4 separate regions of the Mus musculus genome follow, and regions 1, 3 and 4 are each linked to region 2. Evidence: chromatin contacts called from public Hi-C and promoter capture Hi-C data. All regions are on one chromosome and are shown on one strand. The core of a region is the stretch at or near the end of the contact, and the rest is flanking DNA. Distances in the headings are between cores, read along the strand shown.

Region 1 (5,664 bases), core at 702-3,201, 250 kb after region 2:
ATGATGTACTTATGTTGCTACCGTGGAAAAGAGGAAGCCACACAATAAAGAATCAAATGTGAGCGTATGGACAGTAAAGAGACATGCTGACTTCAGAAAATGTTTAAGAGTTTCAAGATCAACACGGCTCACAACCTTTAAAAGTCCAATGGCCACTATTACAAACCAGGCTTTTAGCATGTGAGGTGGGGGTTCTAGGTAACCTCAGACCAGTGTCCAGATGACCTGAAGCTATGAAGCCACAGTACAGTAGGTAGCAAGCACCTCTCTTAGGATGGTGTTGCCAGGAGTATGGACATGAAGTATCAGGAGTATTATTCTTTGTGTTACATTAGAACAAATTTAAAACCTTCTGAGTAACCCACAGTCCCAGAGTATAGCCTCACAGGGACCACTGCTTTGCCTAGCTGTAAACAGTGCTTTTGTTTTTAATCTAGAGGTTAGTAGCCAAGAAAAAAATCAAGAAGCTAATTAACGTAATAAGAAGCCTCAGCAAGGTCTCAGCAATGAAAAGTTCACAAAGAAAAGCTGGGGTTTTTGTGACCAAGGTGCTGCTCACCCCGGTGTGGAGGACAGCAAAGCTATTGTTTTTTCTCAGGTGACCACATTCTAGGAAGGACACATTAGGACAGTGAGGGCCTTTCCCACTGGGCCACACTCAATGGTTTCTGTCTAGAATCCTTATTGAAGTATTCTTTATATTTGAAATTGTTTTGAATTCAGATTGGTGACATCACAATATGGGTCTTATGTGTGTGCGTGAACGTGTATGATATATGCACATGAATGTTTGAGTGTAAGATGTACTCTGAGGCTAGAGGGGAAGTTGGCTGTCTTGCCTTATTGTTCTTCCCCTCCTTCTGTTATAACAGGGTCTCTCACTGAACTAGAAGCACCCAGTTCCCCTAGACTGGCTGTCACCAAGCTTCCAGGACCACTGCTCTCCACCCCAGAGTGTGGGTCACAGGCACAGGCAGCCACACTTGTGCTTTGAGTCATGCTGGGGAGACAAGCTCAAATCCTCACACTTGCAGGCAAGTGTTTTCCCACTCACTGCGTAACCTAAGGGGTTTCTAGACTGCTCTGGGTATTTAGTGACAATGTTTTAGCAAGGTCAAGACTTTTGTCCTTTAAAGCATTCCCTCTGTGGTGCCTTTGAATGTCAGACTCTGAGAGCCTCTATTTCAGGGTTTCCATTACTGCACCTCTTGACATACACGGACTTTAGAGTTAAGAGCTAGAGAAACAAGTGCGAGATAAAAGAGTGCCTTACTTTTTATTTTGTCTCTCTCAGATTCTGACGGAAATATCCAATCTGGAAAGAGCTCTTCAAACTTGATTCCAGGGTACTTTGGTCTGTTTTCCACATAATTCCTTACAGTTGGCTGAAGTTTCTTCATGAACTCTGCGGATGGTGTTCCTAGCTGTTCAATAACTTTATTCCATTGATCAATATCTAAGGATTCTCTTGAGGAAAATACAACTAAAATGCTTCATAGTCATAATACATACAGTCCTCTCATGCAAAGGAAAGTTCTAACATATCTATGAACAAGTAAGTAACTAGGCCATCCTAGAGGATCCGCAGAAACATTTTGGAATAAGACTTAAATAAGGTTTGGATTTCTAAATCCATTAACAAAAACTCTTATACTCTGAATCTTAAAAAGTATGATCATGGTTCATTAAATCAACATAATCTATGTTTTCCTATTATAATTCAAAATAAAATTATGACAAATGATTTAACCTATGAGATAAATGATTAAACAGAAAATAAATATCACATAAGCAAACTGAAATCAATGTTCCTACTAAAGCTACCTGAGATTTACAGGTCTCTCTCTAAATGAATCAATCTGACCTCTCTCACAGCTGGGCAGCAGAGCCTGTGAGACAGGCTGTCCAAGGAAGGGAAGCATGGAGAGGGGAGGGGCTTGGGTTCTGGCCTATCTCAGACCACACTCCCTCCTGAAACTGCCTTAGACAATGATGTTTCAGAGGCCATTCTGTTTCTCTTGGCAGCAGTCCATCCCTTCAGCATCTAGTAATGTGTTCTTTCTTCCTTTCAGAGTAAGTGACTTGGGGTTCACAGCCAGCATGCACTACCCAGTCAGGGTGCTGGAGTCAGTCCTCCTCAGAGCAACCTCCTCACTCCTGGGGCAGCTGACCCCAGCCTTGCCTGCTCTCAGGATGCCTGCTATACTTAGGATGACTGGGACTGTGGAAAGTGACAGTGAAGCTGTAAACAGGTACATGAGACAATGCAAGCTACGGAATCACATAAGCAAGAGCTTGGAATGTATCAGGCGTTCTCAGAATGTGCATCTACACCACTGGGAAAGCACCTAGGGCAGCCACACAAACTCAGTTCTGAGAAAATCCTCCTCCTCCTCTTCTCCTTCCACATGCTTTGCCAAATCAGAATGATGCACACATTTTATCTAGGTGCTTAGCCAAAACAGGACACCTGGCTCACGCGTATCTCTCCTATACTTTAACACCTCTCCCTCATGCTCAGCGCTCACTGGGAAGACTAATCATAACAGTGCTATGATACCCCACCCCCATATCTTATGCTACTTACCACTGGGAACCATCTGGGCTCCTGGCTAAAAGCCAAGCCCACCTACCTCACCCTCTCACCTACTGAAGGACAACTGTCTCATATTCTTCTTTCTTGCTGTTCTAACCCCAACGTGATCGCTACCGGAACCTTCTGTTCTCACTCAAGCATGATGTTCTTCCATGTTAACAGCAAGCACTTTCCTTTACATTCCCTGCCCCTGCTTTCTGAGACCTGCATCTCTAATCCTTACCCATTCGTGCTCTCCAGAGCACACTCTCTTCAGACCTCCCTCCTTAGTCATCTTGACAACTGTTTCCACAAAGGTTGCCTGAGGCGCCCACTAAACCCGGTGTCAGTTCTGAGTGCTGACTCCTTTTCCTTGAGCCTTTGCTCATCTCTTCAATGCTTAGCACCAGACCAACGGTTCCCACATTTTCCTTACTCCAAATCTCTCCTTTGAATTCCACACTTCATAGATTGGATGCTCCAAATCCACAAAGTCATTTGAAGGGCAGGCCCTCAGAGCAAACGCAGCCTCCAGGCCCAACTGTGCTATCAGTCCACTGGCCTGGAGTGAGCCTTTGCCATTTCTTTCTGGGTGACTCTAAGCTTCTGCTCTGTCCCCTACTTCTTACTGTCACAGAAAACCTACCCTCAAGTCATCTTGGCAGTGAGCCTTTTACCCCATCACTTGGATGAGGTGCCTAGAAATGGGCAGGAACTCAGTATGTCTGGCTTAGTGCTACAGGGTCATTTTGATAGATGACAGGAGGTGGCATGGGGTGCAGGTGGGGCTTACCTGAGAAAGCATGGTGGGCCTTCTGGGTGGGTAGAGCACAGGTTTCATTTAAAACAAAATAAAACAAAACACAACAACAAAAAAAAAAAAAAAACAAAACAAAAAAAGGAAGCATAGCCCAGAGAGATCTGAGTCTCTCTAGGATGCACAGCTGCCGTGGGCACCATCTGAGCTTAGGCTTCTCCTAGCCTGGCTCAAGTGTTTTCTTTCTCACAAGCCACTGTGAGGACAACACTTACTTTTCTACCAACATCACAGGCAAACCTCTTGAGAACCTCAACTTGGTTTCTGGAGCCTTTCTATAAATCGCCAAACTTTTTGATTTAATCTTTGAAAAGGTAAGCAAAACTTCCTTTAGAAAAGGATGTTAATTTCCATGTGACTATAAAGGACTTTTTGTTTGTTTGTTTGTTTGTTTGTTTGTTTGTTTTTCAAGTCAGGGTTTCTCTGTGTAGCCCTGGCTGTCCTGGACCTCACTCTGTAGACCAGGCTGGCCTCGAACTCAGAAATCCACCTGTCTCTGCCTCCCGAGTGCTGGGATTAAAGGCGTGCACCACCACACCTGGCCTGACTGTAAAGGACTTTAAGTAACCTTATATGTAAAACATCAACTACTGCTATCATAACATGTTAATATATAAAGTATTTTAAATTATAATTTAAAATCATTAAAGTATATGCAAAAGTACATACATTTTTATTTATTTTTACTTTTTGGAAAAAGTAATTATTAATAAATAAAAATATAAACAAATAAATGTTACAAAGTACTCTTAACTGACACTATAGCCCATCACCTTGACCACTCATGACAAGTCCACACAGCGTTTCTAAGTCTCTGGCTGCAGAATACCTCAACTTTCCCTTTAGTTGATTTTACTTGTAAAATAAAGGCTTCCTTACTTGTAACAGTACAAGTAAATCCAAGGTACAGTTATAGAAAAAAGTCAGATAAATTATTAGAGCAAACTAAAATGCTATGTTTAACTTGGCATCTTTTGTAACTTATGAGGACAATGTGAAGGGATGAGTAGAGTAAAATACGTTCATTCTAAGCTCAGACTCTGAGGGACCCATGTTTTGAGTAAGTTGCTTCATGAAATTATAAACATTAAAGCACTTTTTGTGAAGTACACACATTCTAAACCCTGACTACTGAGCCTGGTTTCTCTTGAAGCATGGGTCTGCTACCAGACAGAGGACACAGTAAGCTTTCATGACAAAAACAAAATCAAAGACCAGTGAAAATATAAGGGGTTAGAACACAAATGGAAGCATGAAGACGCATGTTAGTGTGAAGAATGTGGAAAATGGAAGAACACACGAGGGGACAGAGCTAGTGCCCTATGCCGTCGGCTCCCTTTACAAAACCTCCTGCTGATGTGACTTGCTGACCAGGGTATGAGTCATCTTCTGTGTTTAAATTTACCTTCCCCAGTGTGTCACAGATACCTGTCTGCCTGGAATCTTTAGAAATGTCTATAAAATGTCAACAAAGTAACAAACGAGAAAGTATAATACATTGCTTCTGATACAAGTTTCACTTAACTCTGAATAGCCTGCCTCAGCTCTTATATCACACCAGGAACTAACAGGATCATATATGACTTAAATCACACATGCATGCTATCCTGTTAAGTTTAGACTGCTCCTTTCCCAGTTAATTAACAGAATCGACTAATTTGTAAAATAGTATTTCTACTTAAATACCAGAATATATTTAACAAAGATAGTAATTTTACACATCTAGCTATTTCTGATAAAATAGCGAATATACCTGGTTTAGATTAACAGAACTGTCACAGGTATTTGAGTGAAAGTATAAAACTGAGCCACTTGGTCTGTGACACCAATGTAAAAATAAGACCCTCAGAAAACACAGTCTGCACCCGACAGTTCCTCCTGAGTATGCAGTGCGCAGGCACAACATGCTGCCCCCAGCATGGAGATCATGGCCAGGGTCAAGGTTCTGGGGAAGGATACGGTCAGTACCTTGGAATATCACACAACCTTTCACCAGCTCTCCCATGATGCAACCCACTGACCAGATATCAACTGAAAATAAAATGAAATGATAAAATTATGAAGTGTCATGAACAAAACAAAAGTGAAGAGAAAGGGATTCTAACAGTGTACTGGACACACAGACATGGAAATATCAGTGCCTAGCTAAGGGTGCGCTTTTCACACAATATGAATGGTTGCTGACCTCTCCTTCAGCCTCCAGTTTGCAGCAATCTGTAGTTTTAGTGCCAAAGAATCCAATACTTTACAGCTTAAAAAAAAAAAAAAGCAA
Region 2 (6,070 bases), core at 2,508-5,007:
TATCCCCAGCTAAATATTTTCTTTAAAGTGAGAAAATGTTATAAATTAAAATAATAAAACACCACAGTGCCTTTTCTTTTTCATTCTTTCTTTTTTTTTTTTTTTAAAACAGGGTCAAACTGTGTCACCCAGGCTAGTCTTGAACTTATGACCCCCTGTCTGTTTCACACGGTGGGATCACCAGTAGGTCAGTATACTTAGCTTACACACTTTATCTTTTATAACTATTTTGTTTATTTTTATCAGTGGCACACACAGGAGGTCAGAGGACAACTCCCAGGAGCTGTTTTTCTCTTTCCACCATGGACTCTGGGTACTGAATTTACATCTGCAGGCCCATGCAGCAAGCCCCTTTACCCTCTGATCCATCTTGCTGGCCCCACACTATCTTTTAAGTGACTGCCAGATCATCTCTTAAGAATGTCCCCTCCTTCTGGTACTGCTGGCTGAGAACTTTGGTTCCTCAGAGAGCGAGGACATTGTAACACCCTCGGTATCAAGCCCAGGAAGTCATGTGCAATTATGCACCCTGCAATTCTGGAAAACTGGGGCAGCCTTCAAAGTCATGGCTGAACAGGGTAAGGAAACATTTTCAGGATCATCAGATTTTTACAAAGTTTGTTTTTTTCTTTCTTTCTCAGAACCAAAGCATTTTAGGGCATTTCAAGTTCTCCTGACCCACGCCACTTACCGTTTGGCCTGATGACAGTTTGTGGCAGTGCTCTTTGTCAACATCATCATTTCCTGGCAAATGGGCAGGAAACCCCTATCTCCTACCACCATCTGCCTGATCCTGCTCTTGATTACTTAAATAATGATGTAATCGAAAAACCCTGCCTGTTGTTCCTGTTTGAAACGTATTCCTTACTTCTCGAGGAAGTAGCTGTGTCTGGTGGGATCTGAAAATATGCCGCGGCTGTCTTCTCGGCCCACAGAACCACTCTATCTCTTATTCACTTTTAATACTTTTTGCTAACCTACCATTTTTTACCTGATCCCCCATCTTTAATAAATGCAATGGACAGTTACAAAATAGATAACATCCAAACAAACGGTTTTTCATTTGTTTTACTAAAATGTTAAAAAAAGAAAAATAGTCATTTTAAATTGCAGTTAGAGATCTAGAGAGTGGCTCAGCAACAAAATGCCTATCATGCAAGCAGGATGATCTGAGTTCGAATCCCCGGACCCATATGATGATGGATGTGGCTACTTGTGTCTGTAACCTGAGTGTGGGGAGCAGAGCAGAGACGAACTCTGGAGTTCACTGGCCAACTAAGCATCTCAAAGCACAAGGTGGAAGGAGAGTTCTAGGAGCCACTCGTGTCCACGCCTGGCCTCCGCCCACACACGCAGGGGCTCCTGCGTACACACCAGGAAGGTGGGTCTCTGTGAATTTAAGACTAACTTGGTCTATGTAATGAGTTCCAGGCCTGCCAAAGCTTAAAATCGTTGAGACTACCTCAAAAACAAAAGAAAAAGGTGCGTTCAAGCCTTACTATGGTTCGGAGTCAACTTCTCAACGTTCACGGTGAGGTTTTCCTTTGGGTCTTGGGGACATTCTTTTAGTCTCTCTCTGCATAAACTACTGGCAGAGCCATATTGCAGGACCTGAAACCTTAACTTGATGACCCTCCTCCTCACACCCACTCTTTAATGAGAAGTTCAGACTAGCAAACATTATTATTATTATTAATTATTATTATTTTTTTTTTTTTTGGTTTTTCGAGACAGGGTTTCTCTGTATAGCCCTGGCTGTCCTGGAACTCACTTTGTAGACCAGGCTGGCCTCGAACTCAGAAATCCGCCTGCCTCTGCCTCCCGAGTGCTGGGATTAAAGGCGTGTGCCACCATGCCCGGCCTTTTTGTTTTTTTTCAAGACAGAGGATTTCTCTGTGTAGCCCTGGCTGTCCTGGACTCACTCTATAGACCAGACTGGCCTCAAACTCAAGAGATCCACTTGCCTCTGCCTCCCAAGCACCACCACGGCTGACTTAATTCATTTTTTTTTTTTTTCGAGACAGGGTTTCTCTGTATAGCCCTGGCTGTCCTGGAACTCACTCTGTAGACCAGGCTGGCCTCGAACTCAAGAAATCTGCCTGCCTCTGCCTCCCAAGTGCTGAGAGTAAAGGCATGAGCTACCACTGCCCAGATCATTATGTGTTTACATGTATATCTGTGCACATGTTTGTGTCTGGTGGCCATGGATGCCTGAAGAGGGTATTGGGTTCTCTATAACCAAAGTTACAGATGGTTGTGAGCCACCATATGGGTGCTGGGATTTGAACCTTGGTTTTGCAGCCCTTGAGCCCACTTCTCCAGGCCAGGCTGGTCAGTTTTGAAAAGAGGCTCGAAGGAACCTGCGTTCCTGATGAATCTCTTAGGTATACAGTGCTCAGGAGGCTGTGATGGCCCAATGGCCATGGCAGGCTGCACAAACCTGGCTCAATGTGATTTGGAATTCACAGAATGGCTGGCACCGTAGTCTGGACGCTCAGCCTTGAGAGGCGGGAGGCGGTTGGACACAGATGAATGCTAGAACAAAAGGGACTTGTCCCACGGTGCCCTGTGTTCCTCAGTGGCCTTATGGTAGCTTCCAAGGTTGATCACTGGGCTGTTCAAGAGGGCTGCTACCTAACTCTCAATAAACATTGGGTCCTGGAGCCAGGCCTAGCATCAACTCCAGTCATCTCTTGGCCCTCCGGGAAGGAGCCTGATTGTGGAAGGGAACATTGAGTTTTCTTGGAAAAGGTACAGTCCCTTCCACATTAAGAAGTGTAGCTCATGAGATGCTGGCAGCTGATGTCACCTAGGTGAGGCCACCAACTGCATCTGCAGGACTGTCAGCTGCCACCCTGCAAAACCAGGGCATTCACAGAAAATTCACTTTCCATATTGAAAGATCTGGCACCCAGAAGGGTCCACGTACAGGGGTCTGCTGCAGGGCCGGATCTGGAGTACTTGACAAGCCCTGGGACACACGGGGCTTCCAACAAGTCCTGCTGAATAGATTCCCACAATGCCACATGTCACACAAAGTCAGAGGCTCCCACTCCAGCTGCTTCTGTGTGAGTGGTAGTGCTCAGATACCCGAGAGGCACCCGGGGTAGCTCTGAGGGACACTTCATATATACCGATAAATATGCAAAAACAAGCTTTGAATTGGGAGCTCTGACGGCATCAAGTGAGGAGAGACCGGAGGAAGGGGAGGTCAGGGCATCTTTGGTCTTCGCCAAGAGGCAACTCTTCAGTGAACTAGGAGTAAAGAGGGCAAAAGGAAACGTGTGCTTATGCCACTTGGTCCCTCAGAGGCAGCTGGAGAAACTGAGGCAGAGGGCGAGCTGGGGAACCCTGCTGGCTTCTGGTTGCTATGTGACTTTACAGGACTGTGCACACGTCCCGGCGGAGGCCACTGGTGTCCTTCCCCTGCTGCCTGTCCCGGGATCGTCCTCCCCACCCGCCTTCCGACCCCCCTGTGCCGCTGCGCGTGCCCGCGGGTCGCGTCCTGCTGCCCCGCCAGGCCCGGTGCGCACAGGCCCGGCCGCCCGCGCCCCGCTCACCCGTGAGGCCTCCGCCCTTGCCGTGGCCTCGGCGCCGCTGCAGCACGAAGAAGGGGTTGGCCCGCTCCGTCACCCATAGCGCGTTAGCCACCAGCACCTCCTCGGGCCCGAGCCACATCCCGCGGCCGCTCGCACCGGGCCAGAGCCCGTGAGGCGGAAGCGCGCGCCGCCGTCGCCGCGCCCGAGCCGAGCCGAGAGGAGCCGAGAGGCTGGGGCGGGGTCGAGACGTCGGCCCGAAGGTTGGCTCCCCCTAGCGGCCGCGCTGGCTCACAGCGTCGCCCTCCTCGACCTCTCCTGGCCTGGCAGTCCCCTCCAGCCCTGCTGCCGCTGTCCAGTTTGGAGGGGATCGCATGCTCTCTGCCTACTGTGCAGCCCAGGCGAGTTAATGTGGCAAAAAGCGTCTGGAGAAGGGTACAGCAGCGCCTGGTCAGCCTCGGGATTTTGACTCAAGTCTAAGGTTGGGATCCTCAAGAGCCCAGTTGTCAGGAAGCGCAGCTGGTGCCCTTTGAAATAAGTGCGCTCACCCCATCTGACAGATGGATTGGGGTGGCCTTGAGGCTGAGGTCACAGATGAGCACTTAATTTTTTTCATAAGCGTACAGCAGTATGATCTAGGGGCGCAGTGCCCTGCTCTTACCTCTCCTGGCCTGAAGGCGGCAGTCTCTGACAGTACAAATTCACCTTCAGATCCCAGCCCAGGGCTTCTGCCACTGAACCATGAAGCAAAACTAGCTACTGCGGGCTCTGTGAACTAGAGCCCGGTTAAACAATTAGGAACAAGATAGTTTCTGACTCAAAGGTGCAAATGACTCCGCCTGGACAAAAGGGGCGGACCATATTTATTTTGGTAAAGGCTAGGGAGACAGCTGTATGAGCTGTCCCCATGTCACCTGGACATGGCAGGAGGGTAAAAGGAAGGAGAGATAAATTCATTCTGGGAGGTTTGAGCAGATGTAATGGGTGACAGCCAGAGTGAGCCACAACCTTCTGAAACGCGGCTTGTGACTCAGCTTTCAAGACATGGCTTTCCTTACAACTTTGAAGTACAATATACTCCGGTTATCCTGACAGAGTACACAGCAACCAGTCAGTCTGGCTGTCCATCATCTTACTCCATGAGGGAGTGAGTATGATATCCATGTATGAAACATAACTAAACTCATCATCTCTCAGATACTGGATTCTCAGCCCATTGTATTAATGTGTCCTGATAGTAAGTCCTCAATGAGGACTTTGGACGCGCAGACGAATGCTGCTGTGCTCTCTGGAGAAGTCTACCCTCAAGATTTCGGAAGTAAGCCAGGCATGGTGGTAGACACCTTTACCCCAGGACTTGGGAGGCAGAGGCAGGTATATCTCTGTGAAGTTGAGACCAGCATGGTTTACCTAGCAAGTTCTAGACCAAAAATAATTTAGAAGTAGTGGACTGAGGGATGGCTCAGCAAAAGATGGAGATTGGGGGGGGGGGGGTTACAGCTCCAGGGGATCTGATACTCTCTTCTGGCTGCTGAAATTAACAGCAATAGCATTCACTCATGGATGCACACACACATATACACAGAGATAGAGACAGAGATAGATAGATAGAGAGAGATGGATGGATAGATAGATAGATAGATAGATAGATAGATGGATGGATGGATGGATGGATAGATGGATGGATGGATGGATGGATGGATGGATAGATAGATGGATGGATAGATAGAAATCTACAAAAAATTTAATTTGGAAGAATGATAATAATTTTATAAAAAGCATTTGGAAGTACCTGAGAACCAGTGAGATGCCTGACTTTGATCTCAGAGCCCACATGGTAGGAGAAAAACAGCTCCTGCAAGTTCCTTTGACTTCTAAGTAAAATAAAATAATAATTAACTAAATAAATGTAATTTAAGAACTGCAAGTATTTGTTCCACCTTGGAGCGCAATAAAGGATCGTCTATCCTTATTTCAAATTTGAGTGTACTTTAGTGTACTCAAGAGTCAAGAGACTGACGTGTCCATCAGCTGATGGTAACAGTAGTGGCATATCCCTCCATGCAACATCCAGCCATAAGATATCAGCCACTGAGGTGCTAAGACATGGCTGGACCTCGGACATCTGAGGCTGACACATAGACTGTTGGCATTGCCTATGTCTTTGCATATCTACCACACTCCTAGGTGCTGCAGCCGACCCAGAGAACAATCTGTAAGGACCAGTTTTTATAAGGAAAATAATATTTATTGAGCACTCAGTCTGTGCTAAGCCTATGTCTTTTTTCTTTTTATTTTGTGTGAATTTATTTTATAAAATTCACTTGATTGATAAAAGTGCAAAATTCAGGTTCTGACACCATCACAGGGCTTAGCAGTGAACCACATTATCTAGCACTTCAGCTCCTTTCCATCATCTGGAATGGTAACCCTGTCCACATCACAGCTACTGCCCAGCCTTCTCCCATTCAGTCCCTAATAACCACAACTCTGCTTTTGCCTCTATGGCCTACCTATCCCGGGTTATTTAGTGT
Region 3 (5,849 bases), core at 1,903-4,402, 170 kb after region 2:
CTGTGTCTTGTTTCTGCTCATATTGTGTGCAAGGATCCTTCCCCCTGCCTCTGTTTAGTATCTCTTCGCTTTCCTTTTTTTGTTTTCTTTGGAGAACGGTTTCCATGTTTTGAAAGGATTCCAAGAATAATACTGGAGTGATATATTTTATTTCTAAAGCACACAAAGGCTATGGTGTCTCCTACAGAGAAAACGTGTACTAGATAGCTCTCATTTATCTATGACTTCTACAGACACGGATAGCCAAATAGAGAGAGATGGATAGATAGACAAGTGCATGGACAGATAGATCCAGAGACAGACGAGTAGGTAGACAGATTAGATACATACACAGATAAATATTTTCTTTATGTGGCTCTGGGGATTAAATTCATGCTAGGCAAGCATTCTACTCCTGAGCTCCATCTCAGACCCAGGCATGAGTTGGCCTGGCCATTTCTCTCCTTTCTTTACCTTTTTTCCATTTACTTCTTCTACTCATTGACAAGATTATCCTGGTAGTTTTAACATACACATTTCTTTACCTTAAGTTTAATCATTTAAACAATGGTCCATGTATTTACAATACATAGAATGTTCAGCCAGTGTGTGTGTGTGTGTGTGTGTGTGTGTGTGTGTGTGTGTGTGTGTATTACTGTGCATTACTAAGTTCAGTGTAGTCAGTAATGCACATTAGACTGGTGTCTTTTACACATGTGCACAGAACCACGGCTAGGTGTTGATTGCTTGTAGAAAATATTGAGAACAGAACCTGATGCTGCATTCCCCCCCAGGAGCAATGGCTTAGGATTTGCTAATTTGACATTCGTGTTGGTGTTCTAGAACATAATTAATGGGAATAACAAAATCAACTCTATGTATGTATGTATGTATGTTTGTATGTGTATCTATATGTATAGATTTCCATTTGAATCTTTTCCTGAGTAATAAATATTTGGGGAAAAATTCAATCTATGCTGAACATTCTATGTATTGTAAATTCATGGACCATTGTTTAAATGATTAAATTTAAGGTAAAGAAATGTGAATGTTAAAACTACCAGGATAAATTCAATGAGTAGAAGAGATAGATGGAAAAAAGGTAAAGAAAGGAGAGAAAAAGAAACAGGAAGTCAAGGAAGATGATGCCAAATACCACAGGGGTAGGTGAGGACCGACCCTTGCAGATCAGCAACTACAGTCAAATCTAAGTCCAGGATGTAAATAAAAGAGAAGTAGGAAATTGCTCATTTGGCAAATATCACTCAGCTATTCGGAGGATTCCAACTTTGAGGGTTCAACTAAGACTTTTCAGCATTATGGTGGGCTTATCAGGACAGAGCCCCATTGAAGATAAGGGAGGACCTGTGACAGTTGGAAAGGTTTTAAGGCAAAAAAAATATTCTGAGGGAAAAGCACTATAGAAATAAGTAAAGGGTAACCACACAGTGATAAGAGGTTCAATTCATTAGGAAAATATCACGTTTGTGCTAAGTAACATGTCTTCAAAATATGGAGTTAGGACTGAGGAGGTGACTCATTAGGTAAAGTGCTTTCCAGACAAACATGAAGACCTGAGTCTGATGCCCAGAATCTCTCTCTTTCTCTCTCTCTCACACACACACACACACACACACACACACACACACTCAAGCACACAATACACTCAAACACACACTCAAGGACACACACACTCAAGCACACACACACTCACACACACACACTCAAGCACACAATACACTCAAACTCACACTCAAGGATACATACACTCAAGCACACACACACTCTCAAGCACACACACACTCACACACACACACTCAAGCACACAATACACTCAAACTCACACTCAAGGACACATACACTCAAGCACACACACACTCTCAAGCACACACACACTCACACACACACACATGCATACATACACTCAAGCACAGACACATGCACAAGCACGCATGCTCATGCACAGGCACACACCAAGCTTGGTCGCATTCACTTGGAATCCCAGTGATGTGATTGTTATATTGATGAAGAGACAGAAATAAATCACAAAGACTAGTAATGGGACTCCGACATGGATGCAGAAATCTAAAAGGATAGTTGTCGGTGAGTAACTCTGTATCTGTAAACAGGAAAATTTAAGGGAAAAGGTTAAGTTATTGAGACAATATAAAAAGTTACAAAGTAACTTAAGAGAAAAGAGAAAAGCAGACAGAGTTCAGCTACCCAGGAGGCCGAGGCAGAGGGAGCCTAAGTTCAAGGCCTAGCTGAACTAGTTAGTGAGCCTGTCACAAAATAACAAAACGCAAATGGGAGACTTGGGAGTGTAGCTCCAGGGTAGAGGTCCTGCTTAGGCTATGGAACCTCCTAAGTTCCATCCTCAGAATTGCTTTGGGGCAGAGGATAGAAAACCTAAACAGCCATATGGTTACTAAATAACAGTGAGATTAAACAAAGAAACAATCCAAGAAGAAAAACTTGACTGGGTTAATGAAAGTTACTCCTCTGAGAACACTCAGTCTCAGAGGTTTCTCTGGCAAAAGCAGATCCATGCTCCAGCAATAGGCAATTCCAGTCACACACAACAGTAAGACACACAACAGAGGAAAGAGTAAGAGGGGCTGTAAATAGTGTCAGGCAGAGGAGTAGCCATGCAGCCTCACTCATGAGTAATGGTGGCAGAATCTCAAAACAAAGCAGCACCCAGGACTCAGGGATACGGAGACACAGAGGTTTGTCCTGGTTTGCGTATTTCAGAATCGTAAGATAGATTCAACATTGATCTTTCAAAGCTAGTAAAAAACCGTCAGTAGTGTAGAGGAGAGCAACATGTGAGTTCTGTGACAATGCATTATTATGACAATATCTCTTACATCCAAGAGTTGGGAGCTTTTGCTAGACCTTACAACCAAGGCAGTAACACACCTTGAGCTCACTTAAGGCTGATTGGTGTCCTAAGGCTGATTGGTGTCCTGCTGTGTGCTCAGCCTGTCCGTTCCACCTACCTCTGGGAGAGCAATGTAACAACCATCTTTGTCTGAGATTTCCCACAGAAGCAGTTTTTGCAGCCTAAGCTTTAATCTTGAATTGTGTTTTTCTTCCATGCCCCTGGCCCAGAGCAATGCGTGGTGCCCTTGAATGTATGCTATGATAACCATTTGTTGAAAATAGCAAACAGGACAAAAGAGACCTTGTACAATAACTATCTGCCACCAGTTCTGGAAAGAGCACAAAGATAGACTGTCTGCAGGACCTCTTGTTATCTGGGAAGGTTGGAACGGGTAGCTTTACTCCATGTAAAACCGTTAAAGTATTTCTGTGAGGCAGTCATCGTGCCTTCCTCCTGTAAAGCTGTCTAATAGAGGAGAGCCAAGCCCTTTGTTAGGGACAGATTCACAAAGACAGCATTCAGGAAGGCACAGATTCAGACACATCTGACAGACGGACAGATTGCAGGCAGGACAGAAACCGTAAGCCACACAGAGACAGAAGACACATGGAGAAGGGTAGGAGAATTCATATCTGGGCTGGCTCTTGGCCAAAGTCCAAGAGGACACACGTGTTGGATCCTTTTCGTTAATGTGATGTCGATGCATATCGGCACATCTGAGACTATCTCTACTGCCTTTAATCTATGCGGGGCAATAGAACCAGAGAAAGAATCCGATGTGAGACCTCTTGACACATTAAGAAGCAAGGCACCTTTCTGATACTTGAAGAAATCCTCTAATAGCAAGCACTCTAGCACGGCCTGCTAAAAGTGGTCCTTTTAAAACTAGGAAAAGAAGGGTGTCATTTCTCAACACTTCTGCATAACATGGTCCTGGGGTGCAAGCTGATGCTATAAGTAAAATCAAGCAGGGGTTTCCTGCATTAAGTAACAGTCTTAGCACTTCAGAGACTTGGGGTATGGAGGGGGATCTATAGACTATTCCTGTCCTCTTATACCAGTGGAATTTCTATTTTATGCTGCCACAGAAGTAAAAATAAATATTATTTCAGGGGCTGGTGGGGTTGCTCAGTGGTTAAGAGCACTTGCTAGAAGCTCCCAGCACCACGTGGTGGCTCAGTTGCCTAGCATGCAAGAGGCTCTGGGTTAACCCCTAGCCTCCCCCTCCCCCAAAGTCCTAGTCAGTACTGTCAGTTACAGAATTGACATGCCAAAACAAAACAAAAACAAAACAAAACAAACAAACAAAAAAAAAAACCCTAAAACCTGCTGTCTTAAGAGCGAGCACCTGAACTGACCACTGGTTTTCACTGAATACTATTTTGACTTGAAGAATGACAGAGAAACTCCCATTGTTCAGACTTCAGCATTTGGCTGATCTTGCCTTGAAAATGAATAAGAAGCCCGTCACTTCCAAGAAAACAATTCACAGCATTTGTTGCCAATGAAGAAGTTCAAGCTTTCAAGAGAAAATTGGGAATTTACAAAGCCCTCACCCACCTCTGTGAGCTTGACAGCCTCAGGGTTTTCCTCAGATTTTCAACCCAACAGTGGGGAGATCTGCTCTACTCAGCGTCTCTGTGTTTTTTTAAAATGATGTATGGTGCTATAAGATCACATATTCAAGGTGTGTTACAGTCCAGTGGACATCACGGTGTATGGAAAGGTCACTGATATATTTTTGGATCTCGTGTTACAATGAATATTTAAAAATTAGCACTTGCACCTAACAAGAATATGGACAGGTATCTCATAAGAATGTCAAGTATTTCAAATTCTCAACTACATACCTGTGAGATTCGATCCCCCTCCCTTCCCTTCAGGGATTGGCACTAGAATGGACCTAGGGGGTTCCTGAGTGGGAGGAAATGGTTCTGCCCTTGAGCTCCAGCTCCTAGCCTGAAGACGCACATCTGCATAGTGGACGCAATTGTTCATCTGCCTAGTAAAGTCCTGTGATCTTTACCAAAAGTATGGGCGGCTTAAAAAGAGCAATTCCCATTACAGCATTTAATTTGCGCTCTCTCTCTCTCTCTCTCTCTCTCTCTCTCTCTCTCTCTCTCTTCTCTCTCTCTCTCTTTCTCTCTCTCTCTCTCTCTCTCTCTCTCTCTCTCTCTCTCTCTCTCAGGCGGGGCAATAAATGACAGATGCTTCCAGTTCTGACTGGATCTAGCCAATTGGTTAGATGCCCTCCTTCTGTGGCTGGGGCCCTAGGAGGAAAAATAAACTAGCTTTCAATGCTAGTGTGGCTCTACCCTCCCAATCTTTTCAAGCAATGAGCACCAGTCAGCACTTCCCATCATAGCCGCTAGAGGGCACCAGCGCCTGCCGAAATGCACAAGGAGGACCCTCAGGTCTGACCATGCTAGGTGCACCTTGTATCTTCTCTCTACCCTGCATTGAAGCCTGACTCAAGGTGACAGTGGGCTTCCCGACTCTCCCTCCACCCTGGTTGGGTGAGTGATCTGGTGGGTATGTCTAGCCAGTCCCCTGGGCTTTCTGGGACTCTTGTGCTGGACATCTGAGCTGGAAAGGCTGGATGCTCTCCATTCTGCTCCGGGCAGCATCAAGGCTTCCCCAGCTGATGTCCGTGAGATCTCCCACCTCGTGGCCACCACTGGGTAGAGGCCACTGTATTCTCAGCTCTCCCAAGAACCTTTTACCTTTGTGCCTGCCAGGGGGTCCTTGTTCACAAAAGCCTGGACAAACTCCTCGGGCCCAATGTGCCTTAGTCGCTCCTGCATGGGGAGGGGAGAAGAGTCAGAAAAGAAGGAGAGGCACACGTTGGGGAGGAGGCACACGCTGGGAGGCATCAAGGGCACAGTCAGGGGTGTGAGTGTGGCAGGGAGGTGCTGTCTTCCCTCTGGACCCCTTGTGTTTGGGGTGAGGTCAGCTCATTCCCTTTACCAGCACGAAGGAGGTC
Region 4 (6,054 bases), core at 1,878-4,377, 230 kb before region 2:
TGTGTGTGTGTGTGTATTTGAGGCAAGGACTTATTCTGTAGCTCAGGCTGGCCTGCAACTATGTAGACCTGTCTAGTCTTGAATTTAAGACAATCCTCCTGCTTCAGACTTCCAGGCGCTACCTGGGATTACAGGTGCAAACACATGTATGCAGTGTTCCACTCTGCAAAGCACTCTTTACCACTGACCATTTTTTTTTCTGGCCCTTGCTCCAATCTCAGCTGCTACCTGCTACCTGAGCTGGCAGGCAGGTTGAACTGTAGAGTGCTTGTCTGTAGACAGAGGCTCTGGTCCCATGACCTCTGCTTTCTGAGTTCACCACCCACTGTGGGTCTTTCCTACAAGGGATGTGCATTTGGTCACTAAAGAAGAGCCCCCCCACCCCGCCCCCAAAGAGTCAAATACACAAATACCGTGACTCAGCCTCTCCTGGGTATTATCAGCTCTTCTACAACATCCAGTATACTAGAAACATGTTTAAGTAGTTATTTGCTATTGGGTGTGGTGACACATCATTTTTATCAGAAAAAAATGGCAGTGGAGAAAGACAGGTGGATATTATGAGTTCCAGTCTGGTATACCTAACCCCATCTCTAAAATGAATTATAGTCCTGGAGTTTGAACATAGGGCCTTGTATAAATTAGACAAGTGCTCTAACACTGAGCTATGTCTCACTTTCCTGAGACACACTCACACACACACCATCTCACACATATATGCTATGTGTGGCCCCAATGCTTTTTTTTTTTTTTTTTTTTTTTTTAGTTTCTCTGTGTTGCTTTTGCTGGCCTGGAATTAGGTCTATAGAGGCTAGCTTCAAACTCCAGAGATCTGCCTGCCTCTGCTTCCCGAGTGCTTGGATTAAAGGCGTGCGCCACCCCTTCCTATACATTTTTTTTTTTTAATGCTGGGTCAAACAGAAGTCTTTATTCCACGTATGATAAAATCACAGTCTTCGCCAATAGAAAACAAAACAAAGAGTGTGGGAAAGCAGAACCTAAGGTTTGGAGAAAAATCCAAGCGCCCTCTCCCGCACTGCCCAAGCGTCTCACGCGCTTTAACTCCCCCTCCTACTTATCTCTGCCACACGCAGCTCCACCCAAGGAAAACCCGGATGCTCAAGGGAAGTGGACCACCCGGGCCACCAGGGCGGGGCGGGGCAAGGCGAGGCGCGTACTCGCGGCCCTGCTTTAGGTACAACTTTATTGCATCACCGCGACTCCAGAGCGCGCGGCTGGATTATAAGTACTCCCGCGCCCCTTTGCTTGGGCATCTTTCTCTTCCAGGAGCGCGCCGGGGCCGCAGGGTTGTTATCCGCGTCCACCTTCTTCTCCAGCAGTTGCATGCGCGCCGTAGTCTCTGTTAGCATGTCCATGAGCAGTTCTTGCTGCAGCTTCAGGTAGTTATTCTCTTCCAGCAGCACCTGGCTCTTAATCGGCTGCACTTGTGGCTTCCAGGCCGGGATGGTGGAGGAGGGCAGAGGCGTGCGCGCGCTTGCGCGCTTCCCCTCTGGGGTCCAGCGGCCGCCGCGGAAAACGAAGGCCTCGTCGCTCAGTCGGGTGCGCGGCTCGCCGTAGTTGAGCCCCAGTTCGGCCTGTCGCGTGCGGTGGTCCAGCAGATAGAAGGTGGACATGGATGAGATATGGCGCAGCGGTGGCCTCCGCGGCGAGAAGCGGCGCGAGAAGTGGTCGACCCAGAATTGCCTCACCTGTTTCCACAGGCGGCCCGCTTGGCTCGCCGCCAGGCACTCAAAGGCCTCCAGGGTGAAGGTGGTGTGGGCCACGCGGGGCGCGCGGGTGTCTGGAACCCTGATGTTCTGGAATGGTGAAGGCGAGCCAGTGGCACTGCTGGAAAGCAAATGGCCTGTGAGCGGCCTGCTCAGGCTAGACTCTGCAGTTGTAGGCTAGTAGGGGAGCCCATTCCTGCATAGTCACACCAGCCGTGTTCACCAAAATTACCTCCCCGGGACCCTTTATCTAGGATGTAGGTGTGTAAGAGATAATGTAGGGCTGGGCAGTGATGGCACATGCCTTTAATCCCAGCACTTGGGAGGCAGAAGCAGGTGGATTTCTGAGTTCGAGGCCAGCCTGGTCTACAAAGTGAGTTCCAGGACAGCTAGGGCTACACAGAGAAACCCTATCTCGAAAAACAAACAAAAAAAGAGATAATGTAAAGGCCCAGAAACCACGTTCTCTGAAATGCTGGAAGAGACCACAGGTAGGGGGCCACAAGTAGAGATCAGTAGCCAAGCAAGTAGGACAGGCCTTTTCTTGCTGACAGCTGTGAGGCAAAGGGCTGTCATGTTCCAGATGCATGAAAGAGCCGACAAATAGGATTGGTTCCGAGAATAGCAGAAACGTAGGCTAGAAAGGTGAGCCAGAGGGCATTTTTCGGTACAGTACAGGGAAATTGAACATTGTGGTTGTCATTCTTTAAGGGAGGCTGCTGATGGCTGCAAAGTCAGGGTTAGTGTGAACTCGGCAGAGCATCTGTCTGGTGAGATGTCTAGCACATTCTAGCACTGGCACCTGCTCCATGCCAGGTCTGGCCTGCACAGAGGATACCACAAGCACAGCCTTTGTCTATCCTCAAGATGTTCCTGGTCCAGCTGGAAAGGCGTGTATTAACATCCAGTGTAATCAATGACATCATAGGACAGACAGGTAGGTGCCTTAGCCTAGACCCATACTTAGCTTTCAAGTAACTAGAATGCTGCACACTAGAGTTAACTTTTGTTCCTAGCCAACTACTGATAGGAATCTAAAGCCCAGATAACTACCAGAACCCATCTTACTTGCTTCCTAACTCTTCTCACAACACCTATAAAGTGCTGATTCTACAGTGTGGTTTTTCAAATACCTCTCCTGCCATCGAGGGCAGGAGTGAAAACTGCTGTCGGGTTTCCTTTGCCACACCTTCATTAAACCCAACAGAATTGTGCAGGTGGGCAGAGACAGGTGTTCTCCCCCACCCCCTGATTTAACTCATGGAGCGAGTCTCTGGAAGTCCCTACACATCCATCTTTGAGGTTACAACTTCCCCAGTAGACTGTTTCCTGACATTCCTTGTGAGTTGTTCCTCACCTGGAAGATGTGGTGGCGGTGCCCAAGCTGCTGTCCCAGGCCTGGCCCCATTTCTGGGTTATGGCACCCACCTGTCTGCCAGCTGTGACTCACAATGCCTCCCTGCCAGGCCTCCTAGGGTAGAGGTGGTGTAGACAGTGAAGTGTGTTCAGTTACGGGAAGTTTCCGGAGCATTGACTGTGCTCCAGGCACTGTTCTGGGGGAGGGAAGACGTTCAATCATAAAATCGCACCCCTCATTTTGTTTAAATCTTTGTTTTGATTTAGGTCCTTTTGAGACAGGATAGCCCAGGTTACCCTGTAGCCCAGGCTAGTAAGAATCCTCCTGAGCCAGTCAGTGGCAGCAGGTGGGTTTCAAGAGTTCGAGGCCAGCCTGGTTCAAGGCTGCCAGGGCTACACAGAGAAACCCTATCTGGAAAAACAAAACAAAACAACAACAAAGGGATCTGCCTGCTTCCTGCCTTAGCCTTCCAGCCGGATTATAATCATATGTTTCTGGCTTCTATGTGGAAGGTGGGAGTATGGGTAGTGTGACCTCTGGCCAAAAGCTAACCTCCAGTATCTTCTTGATCACTCTTCACCTTACTTGTTTGTTTACTTATTATAAACATAAAGGCAGGGTATCTTTATGGAGTCCTGGCTATCCTGGAACTAGCTCTGTAGACCAGGCTGGCCTCAGACTCACAGAGATCCACTTGCTCTGCCTTAGAGTGCTGAGATCAAAAGTGCACCAACCTGCCTGGTCTTCCACCCTATTTTTTGAGTCAGAGTCTCACTGAACCTGGAGTTAGCAGAGTCAAAAGGCCAGCTGGCCAAAAAGCTGTAGGGATCTTCTACCCCCACCTTTGCCAGGGAAGTGTCTTCTTGGAGTTGTAGTGACATCAAAGGTGAGAGAGAGCTCCCAGAGATGCACTCTGTGAACAAGGTGGGAGTTGGGTACCACTCGACTTCTGGCCAGCTATGAAAGTCATGTGTTGTATTAATGAAGATAGGGCAGAGGGATCTTACTCATTCTGTCTCTCCCTTAAGTTCCAGACAGACATTGCTGTACCCTGCAGATTGTGTGTGTCAGTGTCCCGTGTCAGCACTGGGGTTAGAGATGCAGGCTGCCACACTCACTCAATCCCATGAGAACTGGGGTTCTGCACTCAGGGTCTCAGGCTTGTGCAGCAGGCCCCTCCCTCACTGAGCCATCTCAGGCCCCTTACTTGGGTTTTTGGAGACCTGATCTCACTTTGTTAGCCTAAGCTGGCTCAAATCTCCTAGGCCTAAGTGATCCTCCTCCCATCTTAGTCTCCTGAGCAGCTCCAGCCTATAGGCTGTGGCACACAGTACCTTAAGCCAACATTCTTGGCAATGGGGTGGATGGGAGGTGAGCATAAGGAATCTGGTATTGCTCTAGAACACATGTAGATTGCCCTCCAGGAATTTTAGTGCAACCTTAGTCCAGAGTGTAGCAATGGAAACTTTTGGGGGCAGATTGAGCCCAGGGCTTCCTGCATGATATTTGTATACTCTTCCAGTAACTTTTTAATTTTTTTCAAATCCTACTTTTAATGATTTTTTTAAAGATTAATTACTATACATAAGTACACTGTAACTGACTTCAGACACACCAGAAGAGAGTGTCAGATCCCATTACAGATGGTTGTGAGCCACCATGCGGTTGCTGGGAATTGAACTCAGGACCTTTGGAAGAGCAATCAGTGCTCTTACCCTCTGAGCCATCTCGCCGGCCCTTAATGGTGGTTCTTAAATGCTTTAACCTCCCTTGTAGCCCACCACCCACCAGAAGTAGTGGGAAAGAAAGGATTCGGGAGAAGTGGACTTGTTTAGAAAGGTTCTTTGGAGCCACTCCCATCTGGGTTGTCAGGAAATCAGCAGTTCAGTTCACTGGTCAGCAGCGGCAGCTCGATCCACTCACAAACACTTCACAATACACCAGCAGTCTAGTTTGGTGGAATGAGGATAGCAAACACGAATCGGGCATGACCTAGCAGAGACAGCCAGGCCTCAGCCTCTGCTTGAGTCAGCAGGAGGGACAAAGAGGAAAACCAGTTCTTGGCTATGCCTCTCTCAGGGAAGTGAAGATGAGGGCAGACTCAAGACCCACAAGCATTGCACAACTAGCTCTGTAAGCAACCTAGCTAAGCCTCTGTCACTGCTAAGTCTTACTTATCTCCTCCAAACATCACGTGTCCTCCACAGGTCTTGCCTCAGCATGTGTCTTGCCACAACAGATATCACTCTGCCAATCAGCCCAAGGCCAGGGAAGTGGCAAGAAACTGCAGCACACTACCAGAAGTTTTATGGTGCATTTCTCTCTATGGAGTCCCAACAGATGTAGCTCAGCTACACAGTGTGAGGCTAACAATACATGTATGTTGTTAGCAAAGAACCCACCACATGTCCTTTCATGTGCTTGGTTTAGGAGAACATTCTTTTACCTGTGTCTGCTTTAGCTAAATGTTCCTTCACGAGTCTGGAGTCTGCCTTGGTCTTTTATCTGTGTCCACTTTGGGAAAACATTCCTTCACATATTTGCCCCAGCAAAACACCATCCAACTGACTTTCCAAAGAACCCTTCAGTTTCCAAATCAACTCTCCTACAGAGCTACCCTACTGGAACCTTTAAATGGATATGCCCAGTGAAAGCAATGAGGGCCCTGGGGCTACTACACGGACAAGAGATTGCTGCTGGGCTTGAGTGCTTAGTTCCAGAAAAACTGGCTTACAGAGTGAGCCCGGTAGGCCCTGAGGGCTTATATGCAGTTAATGGTTGATGGGGTAGCCGCTGGTTAATGTTCCAATGCTCCTGTAAATAAATTACCCATGTTCCTGTTAGCAGCCCTAATGATTTTTTTGATTTGAGCTTGCACAGGTTCCTGGTCTCTTCTTTCCCCTCCCCTCCCCCAATACCAAATAACATACAGTGTGAAATTAGAAGAGAGGCTAGTTGGAAAGAGGAAGA

The links. Promoter capture Hi-C pulls out the DNA fragments that hold promoters and counts their contacts. A called contact is a pair of places that touch in the nucleus more often than the background predicts.
Region 1: a Hi-C map of cerebellar granule neurons shows a contact between it and region 2, with 2.2 times the contacts expected there. The contact joins the enhancer-like site here to the promoter of Tbc1d9b in region 2. A contact is called at or near these places in 7 of 39 promoter capture datasets (the 3T3-L1 cell line, 3T3-L1-derived adipocytes, the C10 cell line and 4 more), 2 of 15 datasets of contacts at CTCF or cohesin (the G1E-ER4 cell line and the NIH/3T3 cell line), 11 of 484 Hi-C or Micro-C datasets (the Ba/F3 cell line, the G1E-ER4 cell line, the N1E-115 cell line and 5 more), 5 of 115 datasets of contacts at active chromatin or transcription factors (the HPC-7 cell line, the NIH/3T3 cell line, embryonic stem cells and 2 more) and 2 of 9 other capture datasets (embryonic stem cells and pancreatic islet).
Region 3: a contact with region 2 is called in a Hi-C map of Sertoli cells, with 4 times the contacts expected there. The contact joins the enhancer-like site here to the promoter of Tbc1d9b in region 2. A contact is called at or near these places in 18 of 39 promoter capture datasets (the 3T3-L1 cell line, 3T3-L1-derived adipocytes, the C10 cell line and 11 more), 3 of 15 datasets of contacts at CTCF or cohesin (CD8 T cells, the NIH/3T3 cell line and embryonic stem cells), 10 of 484 Hi-C or Micro-C datasets (the G1E-ER4 cell line, the N1E-115 cell line, Sertoli cells and 7 more), 21 of 115 datasets of contacts at active chromatin or transcription factors (DN3 thymocytes, the HPC-7 cell line, SST interneurons and 12 more) and 3 of 9 other capture datasets (adipose tissue, liver and pancreatic islet).
Region 4: a contact with region 2 is called in a promoter capture Hi-C map of pre-B cells, with 6 times the contacts expected there. The contact joins the promoter of Cby3 here to the promoter of Tbc1d9b in region 2. A contact is called at or near these places in 13 of 39 promoter capture datasets (the 3T3-L1 cell line, the C10 cell line, cranial neural crest and 8 more), 4 of 15 datasets of contacts at CTCF or cohesin (embryonic stem cells, large pre-B cells and pro-B cells), 14 of 484 Hi-C or Micro-C datasets (the G1E-ER4 cell line, the N1E-115 cell line, Th1 cells and 5 more), 16 of 115 datasets of contacts at active chromatin or transcription factors (the HPC-7 cell line, T-cell acute lymphoblastic leukemia, bone marrow-derived dendritic cells and 9 more) and 3 of 9 other capture datasets (adipose tissue, liver and pancreatic islet).

The regions. Positions count from the first base shown.
Region 1 is chr11:49,874,023-49,879,686 of GRCm38.p6, reverse strand. Mapk9 (mitogen-activated protein kinase 9) reads right to left here. Exons shown (of 12, transcript NM_207692.2): 7 at 5,352-5,423; 8 at 1,274-1,456. Among named protein-coding and RNA genes, the nearest start is that of Rasgef1c, 25 kb to the left of the region's middle. Within about 2 kb of position 1,951, at least 34 of the 459 cell types and tissues checked have an H3K27ac peak or open chromatin away from gene starts, as enhancers often do. A contact at or near this core is called in cerebellar granule neurons, cerebellum and hippocampal neurons, where this site is marked.
Region 2 is chr11:50,129,047-50,135,116 of GRCm38.p6, reverse strand. It overlaps Tbc1d9b (TBC1 domain family, member 9B), which reads right to left and starts at 3,757. Exons shown (of 22, transcript NM_001290760.1): 1 at 3,561-3,757. The coding sequence starts at 3,678.
Region 3 is chr11:49,960,969-49,966,817 of GRCm38.p6, reverse strand. Rasgef1c (RasGEF domain family, member 1C) reads right to left here. Exons shown (of 14, transcript NM_029004.1): 6 at 5,590-5,664. Among named protein-coding and RNA genes, the nearest start is that of Rnf130, 61 kb to the left of the region's middle. Within about 2 kb of position 3,152, at least 5 of the 459 cell types and tissues checked have an H3K27ac peak or open chromatin away from gene starts, as enhancers often do. A contact at or near this core is called in Sertoli cells, where this site is marked.
Region 4 is chr11:50,354,834-50,360,887 of GRCm38.p6, reverse strand. Cby3 (chibby family member 3) reads right to left here and starts at 3,127. Exons shown (of 2, transcript NM_029691.1): 1 at 3,085-3,127; 2 at 1,186-1,848. The coding sequence starts at 1,634. The coding sequence ends at 1,212. It overlaps Mir804 (microRNA 804), which reads left to right and starts at 3,009; the gene lies at 3,009-3,103.